Linked DNA regions of Sus scrofa: region 2 is linked to region 1. The links are chromatin contacts, called in public Hi-C maps. All regions are on one chromosome and are shown on one strand. Each heading gives the region's core, a stretch centred on a gene start, on an enhancer-like site or on the middle of the called end of the contact. The rest is flanking DNA. Distances are from core to core; before and after follow the strand shown.

Region 1 (3,638 bases), core at 426-2,925:
TTTAGTTCTGTTGACAAGAATTAAAATATGAATCCCCTTTCTGTGAGTTAACATTAGTTTATGAAAAAATAAATTATTAAAATATATGTTTAAATCTATATATGCATAAACATTTAAAAATAATATTTGTTAACCTTTTAAACTAATACTTTAAGAGAAACTCCCCACACAAGGTCATAATTTTCCTATCTTATGGATGGAAAGACTAATAAGATTTAAGGAGAGACCATATGATGAGCTAAGTACAGTGGAGACAAATGTCAATTTTCAAAATTACTTTTAAAAACATTTGCGTAGTTGTTCTTAGTTTTATACAGGTCAAGATGTTATAACTTGAATGCCACTTCACATAACAATAGCACCTCTGTTTCTCAGTGTACCTGGGGAATAAAGGGCTCATATTTTTTATGTAACTAATGTTTGAGTTAAGCTTAAAATTCTCTAATCAGCTGCAGTGCTTTACTCAGCATTTATTGTGCAGTGCAATCTTCTGTGTAACTGAAGCTAATAATGTAAGTGTACAAATTTAAACCACAGTAGACAATATTTTAAACATTTTGGATTAATTGCGTTTTCTTTAAAGGACTATACATTTCCCTACCTTAGTTAAAAAGACTCTAAATAGTATAATATAATCCTTATTGATGATTTTACTTTAGATCTGTATCTATAAATATGCCCTGAGCAGTGGCTGCCTTTGGAAACGGTTCAGGTACCTAGAGCTGTTTGCTACATAGCCCTAGAAGATTGCAGTGTTTGGTGATCTTGGTCTGCCTTTGCATTTGTTGTCTCTTCCTACCAAGTTAGCTGTTATTTCTTAGAGCTGCAGTTGCTGGCCTACGACCACAGCCACAGCAATACAGGATACTTAACCCTCTGAGGCCAGGGATCTAACCCTCATTCTCACAGAGATAGCATTGGGTTCTTAACCCACTGAGCCACAACAAGGATGCCTCCAGGAACCTTTTTTAATCCTCAGGGCACTCCTAGGAGAAGTGATGGCTCTCTTCTTTCCATGTTTCCCAAAAAATCTTGTGTCATGGAAACTACACACATCACTAAACTTATTTCCTGTCTCCTTAAATTGTGAGCTCCTTGTCTTATAATTCTCCTAGTATCTAGTCCGTAGGCACTTAAGAAAATTGTTAAGAGAAAAATAATACAAAATAGAACTTCCTTTTCATGTGAGAGAATTGATGATTTTGAAGAGCAACCAACATTTTTTTCCCCACCATATTCCATCCTTTGAGTATTGTTCTAAATACCTTATTACATTCTTTAGTGATCAAGTAATCCAGTGAGGTGGCTTCTGAAATCCCTTAACTTCCAGCAAGGAAATAAGGGCTTAGAAAAAATAAGCAGCTTGCCCAAACACTCATTTGTGAACAAACAGGCAGCCAGAACAGAAACCCAGGTTTTTTCTGACTGGAGAATCTTCGGGCTTCTCCACATAACAAGTAAGTCAATGAGAGGGAAAACACTCAACTATAGCTGCCTAGTAGAGAAAGCAAGAATGTTGTTTCCAGTTCAAAGGTCACGTTTTCTTGTGACCAAAACTAGCTTTTTTCAAAGAGTCCAGGTGAAAGTATTTCATCATGTATCTTTGCCTCTTGCATATATCTGTAAGCATTCCTGCTTTTCTCTTTGCTATTCTGATTTTCCCAAGTCCAAGGGCACAGGTCTTTCAAACCTTGCTGTTAGAATTTCCACATGGGACAAAGGACAACTGTTACAGAAGGTGCTCCTGAAAATGTTTTGTTTAATCTTTTTTAAGAGCAATAAATTGGGAGTTCCCATCGTGGCCCAGTGGAAACAAATCTGACCAATATCCATGAGGATCCCTAGCCTTGCTCAATGGGTCAGGGATCCAGCATTGCCATGAGCTGTGGTGAAGGTCGCAGGCAGCGGCTCAGATCTGGCATTGCTATGTCTGTGGTGTAGGCCAGCAGCTGTAGGTCCAATTAGACCCCTAGCTTGGGAACTTCCATAAACAGCAGGTGTGGCCCTAAAAAGCAAAACAAAACAACCCCCAATTTTTTTTTAAACAAAGTATTTTTTGGAGTTCCCACTGTGGCTCAGTGGTTAATGAATCTGACTAGGAACCATGAGGTTGCGGGTTTGATCCCTGGCCTCACTCATTGGGTTAAGGATCCGACATTGCCATGAGCTGTGGTGTAGGTTGCAGACACGGCTTGGCTCCAGTGCTGCTGTGGCTCTGGCGCAGGCTGGTGGCTACCACTCCAATTCGACCCCTAGCCTGGGAACCTCCATGTGCTGTGGGAGTGGCCCAAGAAATAGCAAAAAGAGAAAAAAATAAATAAAGGGTTTTTTTGTTTTGTTTTTTTGTTTTTTTGTTTTTTTTGCTTTTTAGGGCCACACCTGCAGCATATGGAGGTTCTCAGGCTAGGGGTCAAATCGAAGCTACAGCTGCCAGTCTATGTCACAGCCATAGTAATGCCAGATCTGACCCACATCTGTGACCTACACCACAGCTCACAGCAACCCTGGATCCTTAACCCTCTGAGGGAGGCCAGGGATCAAACCCGCATCCTCATGGATAGTAGTCAGATTCATTTCTTCTGAGCTTCAATGGGAACTCCTTGTATTTCTTTCTTAGCCTTTTCTTTTTAAATAATTAAAGACTCACAAGAAGTTGCAAAAATTGTAGAGTCCTGTGTACCCTTCATCCAGCTTCCCTGAATGACAGCAGGTAGTAACTATAATACAAATCCAAATCCAGGATGTTAACATTGGTACAATACTATTATGAGACTACTCTAATTTCTTTTTTTTAATTTTATACATTACCATATTTATTTTTTTCTTAATTTTTTAATTAAAATATAGGTTGTGCCAATAAGTTTCTTAACTTTTTTTTTAACAGTTCCCATAAGGCTTTCCCTTTTATTTGATAGAATGGGTAAAGCTGGGTATTAATTTTTATGGTAATGATGAGTTCACCTCTATATTTTTTATGTAAAACTGTATGGTCTTAGATAAAAATACTCTTTTTTTTTTTTGTCTTTTTTGCTATTTCTTGGGCCACTGCTGCGGCATATGGAGGTTCCCAGGCTAGGAGTCGAATTGGAGCTGTAGCCACCAGCCTACACCAGAGCCACAGCAACGCAGGATCCGAGCTGCGTCTGCAACCTACACCACAGCTCAGGGCAACGCCGGATCATTAGCCCACTGAGCAAGGGCAGGGACTGAACCCGCAACCTCATGGTTCCTAGTCGGATTCGTTAACCACTGCGCCACAGCGGGAACTTCCAAGAATACTCTTAATATACCTTACATTAACAAATGATTTCTTGGATTTTTTTTTTTTTTTGACTGTAACAGTGGCATGTGGAAGTTTCCAGGCCAGAGATGGAACCCACGCTATAGTTGTGGCAATGCCGGATCCTTCACCTAATGTGCCACATGGGAACTTCCCAGTTGTTAATTTTGGATAAAACTGACCCAGAGGAAGGTACACACTAGGTTAAAAACAAACAAACAAAAAACCTTGGCAAAAGAGCAGACACTTATTGAACCTCTAGTATATCCTAAGGACTTTGCCAGACAAAAGAACAAAGTGATCCAAAGACACAGTCCTTTAGCCAAATGTTCATTAGAAGCAGGCATCTGAAATGGAG
Region 2 (3,638 bases), core at 782-3,281, 330 kb before region 1:
CAGACATAGAGACCAGACTTGCAGTTGCCAAGGGGGAGGGGGTTGGGGGAGAGATGGACTGGGAGGTTGAGGTGAGCAGGTGTAAGCTATTGTATATAGAATGGATAAACAACAAGGTCCTACAGAATATAGAGAGCTATATTCAATGTCCTATGATAAACCATAATGGAAAATAATATTAAAAAATATATATGTATAGCTAAATCACTTTGATGTACAGCAGAAATTAACACAGCTGCTGGCCTGCACCACAGCTCATGGCAACGCTGGATCCTTAACCCACTGAGTGAGGCCAGGGATCGAACACACATCCTCATGGATCCTAGTCAGGTTCATTAACCACTGAGCCACAAAGGGAACTCCCTAAACCTAAAGTCTTTTAAAAAGAAACCTTAGTATAATCCTTTATTCCACACTAGTTCTAGAAGTATTAGCATATTAGTAAAGTACTAATGGACCTGTGGTTCTTTGATTTACACGTCATTATGAACTGGTCGTATCCCTTAAAATCCATTTGTTGAAGCTCTAGTCCCCATTACCTCAGAATGTGACTGCATTTTGGCAGTTTTTCTTTTTATTTTATTTTATTTTTTTGCTTTTTAGGGCCAAACCTGAAGCATATGGAGGTACCTAGGCTGGGGGTCCAATCAGAGCTACAGCTGCAGCCTATGTCACAGCCACAGCTATGCCAGATCTGAGCAGTGACTGTGACCTACACTGCAGCTCATGGCAATGCCAGATCCTTAACCCACTGAGTAAGGCCAGGGATCAAACCCTCTCCCTCATGGATACTAGTCAGGTTTGTAACCTGCTGAGCCACAACGGGAACTCCAGTTTTGGCAATTTTTAAATCAAACTTTTAAAGAGGATATATTTTTTTTTTTTTTGGCCATGCCAAGGCATGTGGAATTTCCCTTGCCAGGGATTGAACCCTTGCCACAGCAATGACCTGAGCTGCTGCAGTGATAATGGCAGATCCTTAACCTGCTGTACCACAAGGGAAATCCTAAAGAGCATTTTATTTAAAAAATTTTTTTAATGGTTTTTATTTTTTTCCATTATAGTTGGTTTACAGTGTTCTGTCAATTTTCTGCTGTACAGCAAAGTGACCCAGTCACACATACATATACACATTCTTTTCCTTACGTTATTTTCCATCATGCTCCATCACAAGTGACTAGATATAGTTTCCAGTGCTGTACAGCAAGATCTCATTGCTTATCCATTCCAAATGCAATAGTTTGCATCTATTAACCCCAGGCTCCCAGTCTGTCCCACTCCCTCCCTGTTCCCCTTGGCAACCACACTTAAAGAGCATTTTAAATTAAAGTAACAATTAAGTTAATATGAGGCTGTTGGGGCCAGGCTATAATTCAATCTGACCAGTGTCCTTGTAAGAGATTAAGACACAGAGAGACACCAGGGATCCATATGTACAGACAAACAGCCAGGTGGGGACACGGCAAGAAGTGGCCATTTGCAAGCCAAGGAGAGAGGCTGCAGAAGAAACCAAACTTGTTGACACCTTGATCTTGGATATCTAGCCTCCAGGACCGTGAGAAAATTAATTTCTGTTGTCTAAGCTGCCCAGTTTGTGGTATTTTGTGATGGCGGCCCTAGAAAACTAACACACATATGATGGAATTGGTGTCCCAATTTACTTGGAGATCATTACAATATTAGCAATATCAAGGGGGCATATTTATTCTTTTCAGTGCTAATGACCTTCTGTGTTCTCTTTGCTTCTTTTTCAAAATATTCGTAAAGGGACCAAAATGTCCCTCCTATTTTGAAATTTGCCTTCTGGACTTAGGTTATTTTTTTAACCTTGACATTTTACAGCTTCTGACAGCAACGTAAACTATACGAGTTGAAACAAACTTAATCCAAGTAAGAACATTTTGATTTTGTAAACTCATTTGAGGTAAGTAAATAAATTGAATTTGGAAAATCAACAGGAGCTAAAATGAATTCCCGGATAGGCTGGCCTTCAAGTTGCCTACTCAGACCCTTTTGAAGGTTATGTCCACTTGTGGGGAAGGAGGGCATGTTTACTGCTGTGAGCAGAATTGTCAGTGAAAAGTACAAATCTCAAAGTGTGTCGGGCAGTGATTCAAATTGAAAAGGGAATGTCAGTTTGATTAGGTCCCAATGGTTTATTTTTGCCTTTATTTCTGTTGCTTTGGGAGACTGACCTAAGAAAACATTTGTAAAATTGATGTCAGAGAATATTTTGCCTATGTTCTCTTTTAGGAGTTTGATGGTATCTTGTCTTATGTTTAAGTCTTTAAGCCACTTTGAGTTTATTTTTGTGTATGGTGTGAGGGTGTGTTCATAGTTCAATAGAAAAGCAGCACTATTCACCATAGCCAAGACATGGAAACAACCTAAATGTCCATCAACAGATGAATGGATTAAGAAGATGTGGTACATATACACAACAGAATACTACTCAGTCATAAAAAAGAACAAAATAATGCCATTTGCAGTAACATGGATGGAACTAGAGACTCTCATATAAGAGAAGTAAGTAAGAAAGAGAAAGACAAAAATCCTATGATATCGCATATCTGGAATCTAATATATAGCACAAATAAACCTTTCCACAGAAAAGGAACTCATGGACATGGAGAACAGACTTGTGGTTTTCAAGGGGGAAGAGGAGGGAGTGGGATGGACTGGGAATCTAGAGTTAATAGATGCAAACTATTCCATTTGGAATGGATAAGCAATGAGATCCTGCTGTATAGCACTGGGAACTCTATCTAGTCACTTATGATGGAGCATGATGGAGGATAGCATGAGAAAAAGAATCTATATATGTATGTGTGACTGGGTCACTTTGCTGTATAGCAGAAAATTGATAGAACACTGTAAACCAACTATAATGGAAAAAATAAAAATCATTAGGAAAAAAAAGTGAGGGTCATATAGAAGTTGCTGTTGTGGCTCAGTGGTGACAAACCCAACTGGTATCCATGAGGATGTGGGTTTGATCCCTGGCCTCACTCATTGGGTTAAGGATCTGACATTGCCACAAGCTCTGGCATAAGCTGCGGATGCAGCTCGGATCCCACATTGCTATGTGCAGCTGCAGCTCTGATTCTACCCCTAGCCTGAGAAACTTCATATGCTGAGGGTGCAGCCCTAAGAAGAAAAAAAGTGTCATTCATTTTAAATATAATTGTTCCCAGGAAGCTTCTGTTAATGTAAAAAATTTTTGAGATATATATCATTGAGTTGTTGCTCTTCACTGCTTCCATCTTCCTGAGTTAATTACATCATTGTACTACTGATAAACAGAATCTTCAACAGAATTTGATCCCAGGGATGATGAGAGACTTGCATAGATCTAAAGAAAATAAAAACTACGACAACTGTGCTGATTTATGTTTTATAGCATTTTACATTTCCCAAAAGCATTTTTTGTCTTGCCCTTGATTAGTCTCTGAAAAATAATTTCTCATCCTCTGCTCCTCTAAAGAAAATGATAAAAATCCTCAAATGTCTGCAATAAAACCAAGTTTTCAAAATATCACTTGAGAACTTTATTTAAAAGATACTTCCTTTAATTTTAATTAATTTATTTATTATTTGGTCTGGCTGTGCCCATTGCATGCAGAAGTTCCTGGGCCATG

Evidence for each region. Hi-C and Micro-C count contacts between places; a contact is called where the count stands out from the background.
Region 2: a contact with region 1 is called in a Hi-C map of liver, with 7 times the contacts expected there. The contact joins two enhancer-like sites. A contact is called at or near these places in 4 of 47 Hi-C or Micro-C datasets (embryonic fibroblasts, liver, mesenteric adipose tissue and 1 more).

Annotation. Positions count from the first base shown.
Region 1 is chr9:92,999,353-93,002,990 of Sscrofa11.1, reverse strand. No RefSeq gene overlaps it. Among named protein-coding and RNA genes, the nearest start is that of ABCB1, 50 kb to the left of the region's middle. Within about 2 kb of position 1,675, at least 2 of the 83 cell types and tissues checked have an H3K27ac peak or open chromatin away from gene starts, as enhancers often do. A contact at or near this core is called in liver, where this site is marked.
Region 2 is chr9:93,329,009-93,332,646 of Sscrofa11.1, reverse strand. No RefSeq gene overlaps it. Among named protein-coding and RNA genes, the nearest start is that of CROT, 23 kb to the right of the region's middle. Within about 2 kb of position 2,031, at least 1 of the 83 cell types and tissues checked has an H3K27ac peak or open chromatin away from gene starts, as enhancers often do. A contact at or near this core is called in liver, where this site is marked.